3 separate regions of the Ovis aries genome follow, and all the other regions are linked to region 2. The links are chromatin contacts, called in public Hi-C maps. All regions are on one chromosome and are shown on one strand. Each heading gives the region's core, a stretch centred on a gene start, on an enhancer-like site or on the middle of the called end of the contact. The rest is flanking DNA. Distances are from core to core; before and after follow the strand shown.

Evidence for each region. Hi-C and Micro-C count contacts between places; a contact is called where the count stands out from the background.
Region 1: a Hi-C map of liver shows a contact between it and region 2, with 3 times the contacts expected there. The contact joins two enhancer-like sites. A contact is called at or near these places in 3 of 16 Hi-C or Micro-C datasets (liver, mixed tissues and tail adipose tissue).
Region 3: a Hi-C map of liver shows a contact between it and region 2, with 4 times the contacts expected there. The contact joins the promoter of ZFP36L2 here to the enhancer-like site in region 2. A contact is called at or near these places in 13 of 16 Hi-C or Micro-C datasets (blood, liver, mesenteric adipose tissue and 6 more).

Annotation. Positions count from the first base shown.
Region 1 is chr3:81,152,179-81,156,375 of ARS-UI_Ramb_v3.0, forward strand. No RefSeq gene overlaps it. Among named protein-coding and RNA genes, the nearest start is that of ZFP36L2, 170 kb to the left of the region's middle. Within about 2 kb of position 2,228, at least 4 of the 54 cell types and tissues checked have an H3K27ac peak or open chromatin away from gene starts, as enhancers often do. A contact at or near this core is called in liver, where this site is marked.
Region 2 is chr3:81,064,405-81,068,800 of ARS-UI_Ramb_v3.0, forward strand. No RefSeq gene overlaps it. Among named protein-coding and RNA genes, the nearest start is that of ZFP36L2, 81 kb to the left of the region's middle. Within about 2 kb of position 2,352, at least 10 of the 54 cell types and tissues checked have an H3K27ac peak or open chromatin away from gene starts, as enhancers often do. A contact at or near this core is called in liver and muscle, where this site is marked.
Region 3 is chr3:80,983,773-80,988,335 of ARS-UI_Ramb_v3.0, forward strand. It overlaps ZFP36L2 (ZFP36 ring finger protein like 2), which reads left to right and starts at 1,433. Exons shown (of 2, transcript XM_027966890.2): 1 at 1,433-1,783; 2 at 2,269-4,563. The coding sequence starts at 1,733. The coding sequence ends at 3,693. LOC114113940 (a long non-coding RNA gene) reads right to left here and starts at 1,598. Exons shown (of 3, transcript XR_006059214.2): 1 at 1-1,598.

The DNA.
Region 1 (4,197 bases), core at 978-3,477, 88 kb after region 2:
TTTCCCCCAAAGTTTTCTTGCACTCGATAGCTTTGCCCACTTCCTGTAGCTAGATTGCTTTAAGGTGCATAGAGAGAATGTGTGTTCACATGGCTCTTGGGATGATTGAAGGAGACCTAGAGAGGCTGCTGGGGGCTGGAGTTCTCAGCCACGGGATACTTGGTGGGAAGCGGGATCTTGACCATTCCAGCACTTGTTGGCTCAGAGAATAGACTAGGATTCGTGGGTTTGGAGCTTCAAAAGCCAGAATGTAGAACTTCTAAAATAAAAGGCATAATCACTGAAATTTCAGTGACTTTCTTGGTGGTCCAGTGGCTAAGACTCCAAGCTCCCAATGCAGGGGCCCTGGGTTCAATCTGTAGTCAGGGGACTAGATCCTACATGTTCCAGTTAAGAGTTCACATGTTACAACTATATATCCTGTAGGCTGCAATGAAGACACAGCACAGTCAAATAAATAAGTAAAAATAAATATTTTTTTTAAAAAAAGAAATTTCAAACTCAGTGGGAGAAACAGAGCTGGAGAAGGAAATCTCAGAATTCATCCCAAAATGCAGCACAAAGAAGTAAATAAGTAGAAAACAGGGAAGAACCAAAGGTGTGGGGAATAGAATGAGATGGTCCGATCTGTGTCTCACAGAATTTCACAAAGACAGATTGGAAAGAATGAAAGGCAATCTTCAGAGAGACAATGGCTGAGAAACCGCCAGGACTGAAGACAGGCGTGAGTCTTCACACGGCAGAATCACACCAGGTTCTGGGCCATCATACTATAACTCCAGATCTCAAGGACAAGGCTTTCGGAGGCCCTTGTTCCTGAAATCCCTCTCTTCTGACCTCCTCAACTCTAACCACTGGACCCTGGCTTCTGCCTTGAACCTTAAACTGCTTCCATTCACCATTCTTTGGTGAGCAAATTTCTCCTCCTCCGGGAAACTGGCAGCTTCCTGAGGGTAGGGGTCCTTCTCTTAACCTCTGGTGCTGAGGAAAGAGGGCAAGAAACCTGGTCAGAGGTCTGATCAGAGTCCTGGGCAGGTAACTCAACTCCTCCTGTCCCACTTTCTCTACTTCAGAAGTGGAATTAGAAATACTTGGTCAGAGAACTGTGAGGTTACACACTAGATGATTTCCTCAGACACTCTGCTCCTGTTCTGTTTAATCTATCGCTTTTTAAATTTCACTATTTTTTATTTCCAGATTGCCTCCCTCCTCGCCCAGACCAACTCTGCCTACTTCTTTCTCTTTCTTCATATAGTCATGTAGAATCATAAAACAATTGCTTTCAAACTTAGTTTTAGCTGCAGAACCCTTCTGCCCAATAAAATTGTATTATTGGAAAACTGATTCAAGCAGAATATAGAACCTGCTGGTGAACTGGGTTGGGATGGAGAACCGGCATCCAGCTGGCTCATTTCCCCCTTTGCCTTAGATCACCCCTGGGACACCTTGGCTGGAACAAAGTTAGAAAACCACCCCCCTGAAAAGCTTTATTAGAGCTTTCCCCAGAATGTGTTTCTGGGAACTCTGCTTTATGGTGTTTTGTGAAAGAAAAAAAAAAAAGGGTTCCATGGTCAAATAAGCTGAAGAAACAGTGAATTAACTGAAGTTAATTTGGCCTTTTCAAGATTTTTTTGAGACTTTATTTTTTTTTAATTAAAAAATATTTATTTATTTATTTGGCTGCATTGCATCTTAGTTATGGCTCCAGTTGAGGTGTATGGCCTCAAGTAGCCCTGCAGCATGTGGGATCTTAGTTCCTTGGCCGGGGATCAAACCTGTGTCCCTCACACTGGAAGACAGATTCTTAACCACTGGACCACCAGGGAAGTCCCTTTTTGAGACTTCAACATTCACATTGTGCACTAGGAGTGTTTAAGAGGGTAGTGATGTGCCAGGGTCTGTAAATTTTACCAAGGATTATGCTTGTAGGCGGAACACACCAGAGAAAGGCTATGCTGGAGAATAACAACCATAACAATAGGAATTTTTCCTATGTCTTCCCAATAAGATCTAGTACAGGGTTAGACCCTGAAACGGGAGGAGAGGCTATAACCACTCTGGGTTGAATTTAAGCTTTGGTCTCCCCCATTCCCAGAATCTGAAAAGGCCTGTGGGAAGCCCAGTGATTTCTAGGCTTTCTTTTTCCGGCCTCAGCTCTGCTGCCACAAACATGGCCCAGTGGGCGTGGACCTGGCCAGGTACAAGTCCATTGGTCAGTTCTTCTGACACCTCTGGCTGGGGCCCAGACTCTGTCTCAGGGCTGACTGGCCTTTGGCCCAGGCAAGAGGCCCCATTGCTCCAGCCTGGCTCGTGAGACCTCTGGGAACCCTGGTTCCCACTTGCCCGTCCCTTTCCCGGCAGCCCAAGAGGCTCTCTAGTCTTCTCTTTCCTCTTCTTACTGGAGGGAAGAATTTCTGGAAATGCGGCTGAGTCAGTGACAATATAGCAGGATGCCCCCCCTCCTGCCCTGACCATGCCAACCTCGCCAGCAGAGCTAGTGCCTCTCTGGGCTGGGGCCCACTGAGGTAACCTTCTCTGGCCTGTCAGCCTCTGCAGAGGCAGGGGACAGCCAGCTGAGCCCAGCCCCTCCCTGGCTGCCCTTCCCAACCTCAGGCTCCAAGGCCAAAAAAGAGGGGCAGAGAGGTGCCCTGGAGCCTCTCCCAGGAGGCCACACCCCGTGGTGGTGGGTTTGTCAGATCCCCTCCTGCCCACTGTCTTTCTGTCTTTCTTTCTTACCTTGAATAGACAGTGAGGGGTGTGGCTGCCCCTGTCCCAGTAGCTGCCACGTAATAGTGAACAAGGCTGGGGGCTCCAGAGTGGGGTGCGGTGGTCTAAAAGGCAACTCAAGGATGTTAATACAATGTTTTAGGGCTTTGACAGACATGTGCTCTGTGGAGCATTTAGTCCAGGCCTGGTAAGGACCGTCTTCCAGGGCTGGGGCGTGGGGTGGGGTGGGGGACACAGTTCATAAGCAGCTTCCCCAGCTTCAAGGCTGAGGATACACAGACTGAGCAAGGCCCAGCCCTTGCTTTCAAGGAATTTCCTCTCTGGGTCACTCTGCCTCTCCCTGTCTTTCCTTCTTTTTTTTTTCTGGTTCCTCTGGCTGGCTCCATCCCACCTTTCTCTCTGTTTCCGACTCCACATCTTCCTGACTCCCTGCCATGCCCAGTAAACCTGTTATGTTATTCACAGGAAAGGTGAATGAACACTAGAAACTCAGCAGACCCCTCTCCACAGCTCCCTGGTTTGGTATCCCATCCAGGGCCTGGGGGTCTCAGGAAATCTTCACATTGACACACCCCTTGGGTCCGCTAGGTTACTTTGTTTATCTTCTCATCGACTCTGTTACTATGGCTATAGCCACATCATCCAGCCATCCTTCCTGAGGGGAAGTTGGGCAGAAATTTTTGTATTAAAAAAAAAAAAAGTTGTTTTTGTCCAAGGGGAAGCAGCCAGGAAAAAAAAAAAAAAAAGAGGGGTTTTATCTGCAGGCTGGACCTGGCTTTTCGTCACAAGCTAATGGGGTTTCTGAAGAAGGGATTTAATGAGGTACTTGAGACCAGAGGAGGGAGCAAGGTCCTAGGGTGTCTGTCCCTCCCTTAGACTGGTGGCTCAAAGATGCTGGGTTCCTTGAGGGCAGGAGCCCTGCCTCTGCCATCTGACTGGAGTGTGACGATACCGAGGCCCTGCCCCACACCACCCTCCTCCAGGTTTGAGTGGGCCCAGGATGTTGCCAAGACCAGTGTTTCTTGGGTTCGCTCCTCAGTTAACATTCATCTCTTCCCAGACTCATCTCTTCCCAGACTCATCTCTTCAGCCATCACTGGGCTACTCTGTCCCCTCTGCTCCTAGGCCCCAGAGTCTCTCAGGGCTTGGCTTTGGACTGCTGCTGCTGCTAAATCGCTTCAGTCGTGTCCGACTCTGTGTGACCCCATAGACGGCAGCCCACCAGTCTCCCCCGTCCCTGGGATTCTCCAAGCAAGAACGCTGGGGTGGGCTGCCATTTCCTTCTCCAATGCATGGAAGTGAAAAGTGAAAGTGAAGTCTCTCGGTCGTGTCTGACTCTTAGCGACCCCATGGACTGAAGCCTGCCGGGCTCCTCCGTTCATGGGATTTTCCAGGCAAAAGAGTACTGGAGTGGGATGCCTTTGACTTCTCCGTGGCTTTGGACATCCACTGTAAATTCCTCAGCCTGGC
Region 2 (4,396 bases), core at 1,102-3,601:
CTGGAACAGGGCAGAATGCTGCTCCAGGTAAGGAGGGGATGGGCCCCAAAAGAGGCCTGGAGAAGCAGGCCTGGGCTCAGCCCCACCCAGCCCAGTCTTGCTGGGTCTCTGTCCCCCAACTGCCCTGCCAAGTGGGGGACACCACTGAGGATCCAAGGACATAATAAATGTGAAAAAGTGCTTGGAAGTAATCACTAACCAGCCAATAGGCTGGGGTCCTGTAGAGAAGGAAAAAGGGAATTAGGGAGGGTTTCAGAGAAGAGGTCACTCCTCAACAATATAAGAACGTTAAGTCAGTTGATTACATCTGCTCTTGGAATCTTTCAGGTTCCCTTTTGAGTTCTTATTAATGCTCTCAGCAAAGTGCACACCTTGAGAATGACGGAACCATGGTGGAACTCAGCTTGTGGTCTGCTCAGACCCCTGGATCCTTTTCAAGTTTGAGATCACAGGGTCATCAGCTTAGCCTAGTAGGGGTTCTGCGTAGTATTCTCCTTCTTGGCTGCAGACTAAGCTCAAATGTGAGTGAACCCGACTGCTTTCCTCAGAGAGTATAGCTTGATTTCAGCGGCAGTTTGAGCTCTTATCCCTCTTAACCCTGAGCCTGAAGCTCCCCTACACTCGCATAGCCCACAGACACCTCTCCCCGTTGGCTCAGCAGTAAAGAATGTCTGCAATGCAGGAGCCACAGAGACTTGGGTTCAATCCCTTGGGTCAAAAAGATCCCCTGGAGGAGGGCATGGCAACCCACTCCAGTGTTCTTGCCTGGAGAATCCCACTGACACAAGACTGCCCATAGCGTTGCAAAGAGTTAGCACGCACACACTTACTTGTCATCTTTTACTAGCCACTTCCGTCGCTTGTGTGCTAAGATGTTGGTTCCTGGTGAGACTCCCTACCATCCAAGGCGAAGGCTGAGTCATCCTTAACCATGGCCTCTGTCCACCACGTCTGATGAGCATCTCATCTAGTGGATTCTGACACTGGTATCTCGAGTCTTCCTCCCTTCTCCCCCATTCCCCACAACCCTCAGTGTTTGTAAGTTTAGATCTCTTCCTAAGATCTCATCTCTTCTTAAGAGTGGCCAGTGGAACCAATCAGACCTCCTGGGCCATCCTCCACCCAGCTGATGTGATGGCACCCTCCCCTCCTGATGGCTCCAGCCTGCCTCTCTGCCCTCCGGTCCCAGCACTTGCAGGACGTGCAGAACCCATGAGCATGCTATGCGGGAAACAACTGGGCCAGACTGCTTCCTTAGGTTTGTTCAGAGGCCGCTGAATAGATCTGTGGGCCACTCCTTCCTCAGCGCCCCACTCTGCTCTGTCCACTCTGTGTTGAGCGGCTGAGGGAACACAGCCCTATTCTGTTCCCCCAGCCACATACACAGCCCTGACCCCAGACGCAGAGGGGCCTTCAACCTCTCTCTCTCTCGACCCTGATACCACCAACAGCGTGGGGGTCCACACCACGGAAACCTGGGTGGGATCTCGTGTTTGCCCCTTTCCCACTGGGGCCCTCAGACAAGTTATTTTATCTCTGAGGAATTTTTTCCTCATCTCTCAAATGGGGTAATATCACTACCTGTCTCCCAGAATGGGTAGTTGAGTCTGTCAAGTGTTTGGCACAGAGCCTGGCACATCATGAGAGGGTAGCAAATAACTTTCATGGTTTCCACTCTTGTTATTAATCACTAGGACCTGGGAGAGAGTGCAGATAACTCAGAGTGGCTGACGCCTCTGTCCTTCCCTCCCCTCCCCAGACTCTCCAGCACATCCTTCATCCCCTCTGCACTTGTTCAGAGCCTCCTGTTCGTCTCCTCTCTGGCTGTCTGCTCTCGTTCCCTAAACAGGGGCTTAGGCAAGGCCACCTAGTCCCCTTTGGCCAGCCCTTCCTCCCAGGACCCAGTGCTGTCCCCACAGGGCTGTGATCCCAGCATCAGAATTGTCCTCAGCCTGGGGGTGGTGTGGGCTGCCACGTTCAGCTTCTTATTACAACAGCAGTGGGATTGCTCAGTAAAGCCCCCAAATCTGACCCCAACCACACAGGGAGTGAGATGCTGAACTGGCATGCTGGCAACCCAGGTCTTCTGGCTCCAAAGCCAAGACTGTCTCCATTCTGCCCTGCTACTGTCCCTTCCAGCCTTTTTTGCCTCTGTATGTCTCAGTCTCCTCATCTGCACAATGGGCATATGAAGAGGAGGGGAGAAGCATGGGGTTGGGATGGGAAGCTGGGAGGAGGTGGAGGCCATGCTGTGTACCAGGCAGGCAAGCCTGGCTGGGGTGAGGACTCTAAGAGGGTAAACAGGAGGTGAGGGAGGCCTGACCAGTCTCCACCCTTCCAGCCGCACAAGAACTGTATCTGAGTCCACAGCGCCCCCTGCTGGCAGATCACCCAGAAGCTCCCTGTGGGCAGCACCAGCCCCAAGCCTCACATTTCCCTTTGGTGACCACTGGGAAGGTGTCACCCCTCCCCTCAGGGAGCCCAGTCTGAGGGCCGACGTGTATCCAAGGCTCAGGAAGCCCAGGATGGGGAGTGGGAGCCAGTGTTTCTGTCTGAGAAGGGAGCTCCCTAGGCCAAGGGGTTCAACATTCTCTTCCGGAGAGCCCGTTGAAATCTCTGCCAGAGGGAAAGACCTGCAGACTGGCCGGAAGCCAGGTGGTCTGCCCCGTGCCCAGCAGTTACCCATGGTTACAGCGTCTCCCATTCCCCCACCCCTATCCCACAGGGACGACGGGGGAGACAGGTGAGGGCAGACGCTGAGAAACCAGGGCCCTTGCTTGCCCTCCAGCCAGGTCCCCTCATCAACACTCTCACCATCTACAAATGGTCCTTTTAGCCCTCCAGATCCCAGGCCCACCTTCCTCCTTGCCAGGACTCTTGCCTGCATTGGCAGTAGTTTCATCATCTCTGCGTTTCCTTAGCCTGATTCTGTGTTAGGAGCTAGGGACTCAGAGCAACAAGCCCCTAACAAGACCACCAGGACCTCCAAATGGCAGTATTCTCCCCATCTTCTCCCTTCCCACTAACCCCCTGGATGGTCCATGCTCTGGGCTCCAGGACCTGCTCTGCAGGGCAGTCTTAACACACCCCAGATTAAAATCCAGCAACTTGTGGTCACCCTCCTGTCCCCTCCCTGGAAAGTCACCACTCACCACCTCCAACCTTGGGCTCTTCTCACTGCCTTTGAGACTTTTCCATCAACCTGCACCCTTCCTGGACTGTTTACATAAAGACCAGATTGAGATCCTCCTCTTCCAGGAAGTCTTCCTAGAGGAAGTCAGCTGGACACAGTTTTGCCCCAGGGGACATTCAGCAATGTTAGAGACATTTTTGATTGTTAGAACCGGGAGGTGGTGCTGCTGGCAGCTACTGGGTAGAGATCAGAGACACTGCCCAGCATCCTACAGTGCACAGAACAGTCCCTACAACTAAGAAATACCCAGCCCCAAATGTCAATAGTGTCAAGTCTGAGAAACCCTGATTTGCAGAAATCCACAGATTGAAATCTTCTAGGTGGCACAATGGTAAAGAATCTGCCTGTCAGTGCAGGATAGGTAGGAGATGTGGGTTTGATCCCTGGGTTGGGAAGATCCCCTGAAGAAGGAAATGGCAACCCACTCCAGTATACTTGCCTGGAAAATCCCATGGACAGAGGAGGCTGGCAGGCTACAGTCCATGGGGTTGCAGAGAGTCAGACCCAACCGAGCACATATGCTCGGACTGAGGAATAAAATGGTGGCCAAAAAAGGGACAATAGCTCATGCAGGGGAAGGGCCAGAGCAGATGTCTCCAAATAGACACAGGCTTCCCATTTGCGTGGGCTTTATCCTCCCATGTACCTCCCACACCTCTCTGTGGGCCAGTCCTCTCTTGCGTAAGTGGAGGTGACCTGATCCAAAGGAGAAGCCAGGGCTTGCCTGGAGAGTCCCTGGGGAAGTGGAATCTGTGTGGGGAGACCTTTGGGAGCAGAGGGTGCTTTGGCCTCAGTTTAGTCATCTGTAAAATGGGGTGGGTGTTCCCATCCAGTCCAAATGGTCCTAAATGGTATCTCTCTGATGGGCCCAGTCATTTCCCCCCTGCTGATGAGCAGGAGCCCTCCCACAGGGCTGAGGGTGGAGTACCCGCCACCAGCCCCTTAAACAGATGTGAGGGTTTATTGTTGTTCCAATTGCCCTCCCAGGAAACAGCTGTTAAAAACGAGGCTTCTTTGATAGACTTCATCAAAGCTGCTTCCATGTCCCCTGGAGACTGAGTAGGGGGTGGGGGTGGGGCAGAAAGAGTCTCCATCTGAGAACAGCTAATGGCCAAGCCCCAGCACAGAGGAGGAGGCTGTGAAGGGTGCCTTCTTTGGTTGGGGTTAAGAATGTCCCTGAGGCAGGTAACCCTGACACGGCCC
Region 3 (4,563 bases), core at 183-2,682, 82 kb before region 2:
AGATCAACTGGGCAAGGGGGTGTGGGTCGCAGGAGCTTCTTTCCCTGGCAGGTACTGGACCTTCCAACTTAGGCCCAGTAACAGCCTAGGCTGCCAGGTGTGCGAAATCATGGGCCGGACTCCAGCCTTTCAGAGGCAGCGTCTGCATAGACGCGAAGTGTCCTGGACAGGACCCCAGATCTAACAGAGGCTTAAGCCTCACTGGGTGCTGGGGCGAGGTGGTGTCTGCCTCACACCCAGAGGGCACTGGCTGGCAAAATCTTATACCAATGCAGGCTTCTGGGGTGTGGGACTGGCAACAGAAGGTAAGGAGAGCCCACTAGGTGAATCCTCGGTGCCCAGCCTTGCCTGGCTGCGGGTAGTCCTCAGCGGGAGCCCGCAACCCAGGACGAGCTAAGGAAGGGCGCGGCGCCCTGAACGGCCAGGGAGGGTCTAGGAGGAGCGCGCCAGGCCAAGGCTGCGGCGGACGGGAGCCTCGGCGGGCAGCTGTACCTCGACCCCCAGGAGGACTGTGGAAAGCCGGACAGACCAGCAGACGGACAAGGCGGCGGGAAGTGGCCTCCATGCCTGCGCGGCTCTCCCGGCCTTTCCTCCCGTCCTCCCAGGCGGCTCTCCCGCCCGGGACGCCCCGCGCCACTCTGCGACTTTGGCCCTGGCTCAAGGTCTTGTGATGTGATTAGCAAAGCCAGCGCCTTGTCCTCAGACACTCAGCCCTGCCCGGCAGGCCTCGGCATTCAAGCCCTGTTTACTGCAGTCTGGGCGGGAAGAGGGGCGGAGAAACGGGCCCAGGCTCCTCCGGGAGAGACTGCCCAGGCGGCCGCCCGCGTGGCCGCTCCCGCCCCCACCCCCACCGCATCTCCACGTGCAGTCGGGACGCAGCCACCACCCATTAAACTCGGGCCCAGAGTCCCCGCCCCCCCGGCCAGAGGACCCTTTCCAAAGCAGCCGGGCCGCGCGGACGGTTGCAATATTCTTGCACTTTGCAATTCCCGCGCCCAATATTAAACAGAGTAGGAGATAAAAGCTCCGCAATTTCGTCTAGCAGGATCGGGCGGGGAAAGACACGTTCAGGGCTGCAGAAACCCAACCACGTTAGACCTGCTGGGGATTTCCGACAGAACAGCCCCAGAAGAAGGGAGCCGTATCTTCCCGCCAGCAACCAACAGCACCCATCTCCGCCGAGATCTCCACGCCGCCCCGGGAGCCCAAGGCGGCCAGCCCCGCCCCGAGGCCTCTTCGTCCCCTCCCCCAGAGGAAAAAAATTGGCGGCGGCCAATGGGAGGCCAGGAAGGCTCTTGACGTCCGCCAGCGGGCGGGCGGCGTTGCCTAGAGACCCCTACGGGGTCAGCATTCTGTCCCCTCCCCTGGCACGCCCGCCCCGGAGCGGCCGCGCTCCGGGGGCTCTATATAGAGCGCGCGCTCGCAGGCCGCTGAGTTCCACCAGTCCGCGAGCTGCCGTCGGCTCCGCGCGGGGGGGGCGGGCCGGGCACCCCGGGGCGCGGAGGAGCGCTCTAGCTTAACTCTTCTTTCCCCCCAACTCCGCACTCCCGGACACCCTCAAACCAGTCCACGCTGCTGCCCCCGCTCCCTCTTTTCTCGCCCCCCAGCAAACTTTCGGTCTCTCCCTCGCCCCTCGCCCGTTACTCGTCGTGGCTCGGGCCCGGCCGCGCCGCCCCGAGGGCTCCTCCGGATCTCCCAGTCTCCAGCTCCGACCATTAGAGGATCCAGAAACATGTCGACCACACTTCTGTCCGCCTTCTACGATATCGACTTCTTGTGCAAGGTACGCGGGTGAGCAGGGAGCCCTTCAAGTTCTCAGGCTTGGCCTTCTGTCCTCGGCTTTGGGGGTTCTCTTCCCGCTCTGACTTTTTTAGATTCGGGAAAAACCCCAGAGTTTGCACTGTTGCTCGAGCCTTGTGGGCGGGGAGAAGGAGCAGCTGGGAGGAAAGGCAGAAGGGAGTCGCTGTAGCTGTTAAGTTTCACCGCAGCCACGCTGCCCGGGGCTTCCCGGACGGGGTTTGCGCCGCCCAGGCCTGCGGCCCACGGCTGAGGATCACATGTCGCGACGCAGCGCGGCCTAGGGTGGGAGAGTCCGGCTCCTCCCAGTACGAACTTGATTCTTGTGCGCGTTTAAGTGTGGAAGTTGGGCCGAATCGAGATCCGAAAAAAGGAAAAAGAATCGGAGGGCTGGTAGTGGCTACTCCGCAACTCGCCCCAACTCTTCCCTCCTCCCTTTTCATCTCTTCCCCGCTCCCCTCCTCTTGGCAGACGGAGAAATCCCTGGCCAACCTCAATCTGAACAACATGCTGGACAAGAAGGCGGTGGGGACACCCGTGGCCACCGCCCCCAGCTCGGGCTTCACGCCGGGCTTCCTCCGACGGCACTCGGCCAGCAACCTGCACGCGCTCGCCCACCCCGCGCCTAGCCCCGGCAGCTGCTCGCCCAAGTTCCCGGGCGCGGCTAACGGTAGCGCGGCGGCCGGCGGCTCGGCCTCCTACGGCACCCTCAAGGAGCCGTCGGGGGGCGGCGGCACCGCCCTGCTGAACAAGGAGAACAAATTCCGGGACCGCTCGTTCAGCGAGAACGGAGAGCGCAGCCAGCACCTCCTGCACCTGCAGCAACAGCAGAAGGGGGGCGGCGGCTCCCAGATCAATTCGACCCGCTACAAAACTGAGCTGTGCCGGCCCTTCGAGGAGAGTGGCACCTGCAAGTACGGCGAGAAGTGCCAGTTCGCGCACGGCTTCCACGAGCTGCGCAGCCTGACGCGGCACCCCAAGTACAAGACCGAGCTGTGCCGCACCTTCCACACCATCGGCTTCTGCCCCTACGGGCCGCGCTGCCACTTCATCCACAACGCTGATGAGCGGCGACCCGCGCCGTCCGGGGGCGCCTCCGGGGACTTGCGCACCTTCAGCGCCCGCGACGCGCTGCACCTAGGCTTCCCGCGGGAACCGCGGCCCAAGCTGCACCATAGCCTCAGCTTCTCGGGCTTCCCGTCGGGCCACCACCAGCCCCCTGGGGGCCTCGAGTCGCCCCTGCTTCTCGACAGCCCCACGTCGCGCACACCGCCGCCACCCTCCTGCTCTTCGGCCTCGTCTTGCTCGTCGTCCGCTTCGTCCTGCTCGTCGGCCTCGGCAGCCTCCACGCCCTCCGGCGCCCCGACGTGCTGCGCTTCTGCTGCGGCCGCGGCGGCGGCCGCGCTGCTGTACGGCACCGGGGGCGCCGAGGACTTGCTTGCACCCGGCGCGCCCTGCGCCACCTGCTCGTCGGCCTCGTGCGCTAACAACGCCTTCGCCTTCGGCCCGGAGCTGAGCAGCCTCATCACACCGCTCGCCATCCAGACCCACAACTTTGCCGCTGTGGCTGCTGCCGCCTACTATCGCAGCCAACAGCAGCAGCAGCAGCAACAGGGCCTGGTGCCCCCCGCGCAGCCCCCGGCGCCGCCCAGCGCGCCCCTCCCTGCCAGCGCCGCCGCGCCGCCCTCGCCGCCCTTCAGCTTCCAGTTGCCACGCCGCCTGTCCGAGTCGCCGGTGTTCGACGCGCCCCCTAGCCCCCCAGACTCGCTGTCGGACCGCGACAGCTACTTGAGCGGCTCCCTGAGCTCGGGCAGCCTCAGCGGCTCTGAGTCCCCCGGCCTTGACCCGGGTCGCCGCCTACCCATCTTCAGCCGCCTCTCCATCTCCGACGACTGAGGCAAGAGGGCGCCAGTGAGGAGAAGGAAGGGAAGGCGGTTCTGGGGGTGTTGGAGGGCGCCCCTGCTTAGGGGCAGAGGGGCACGGGAGTGTGGGGAGTGACATCGGCCACAAGCAGACTGCAGGCTGTGCCGAGCACTTGGACTCGAACTTGAGTGCCGGGAGGGGCCCCCACCCCTCCCCTTTCGGTTCCCTCTTTGTTTTTTGTTTTTTTATTATTATTATTATTTTTATTATTATTACGAAGTTTCATTCTTGTTGAGCGGGAAAAAAGCCAACGAACTTTTTGTATTGATGAACAAAAGACTCACAACAGAGCAGTTGTGATGCGGATAGAACAAAAAACCAAACAACAAACTTTTTTAGGTCTCCGATGCGTTTGGGATTTTAGGAAAAATCAACCCAGCACCAGCAGCTATCAACCACCATTCCATATCTTCACTTGAAAAGCATTAGTTACAGTCCAGATGTCGGGACTCTTGTCTTGAGAGAGGTTCCTAATTGTTTGTCCCAGACCAGTGTAAACAAACCAGCCAACCACCGCCTTGCTAAACCTATAAGCTTTTAGAATCCAATATTCTGCCAAGAATATGCCTTGATAGTACACCTCAGCTCCATAGGTGTTTGTTTTTTAACAAAGTTATATATGTCTGGAAAAAAGAAAAACCTTGCATTCCAAAGTTTCATACTGGTTACTGGTTTCATTGCCACCACTTAGTGGATGTTTAATTTAGAACCATTTTGTCTGCTCTTTCTGGAAGCCTTGGGCAGAGCTTAGTTTGTAATTGATGGGGAATAACTGCTGAATTTTTAGCTGTTTTGAGTTGATTCGCACCACTGCACCACAACTCAATATGAAAAAAAAAAACT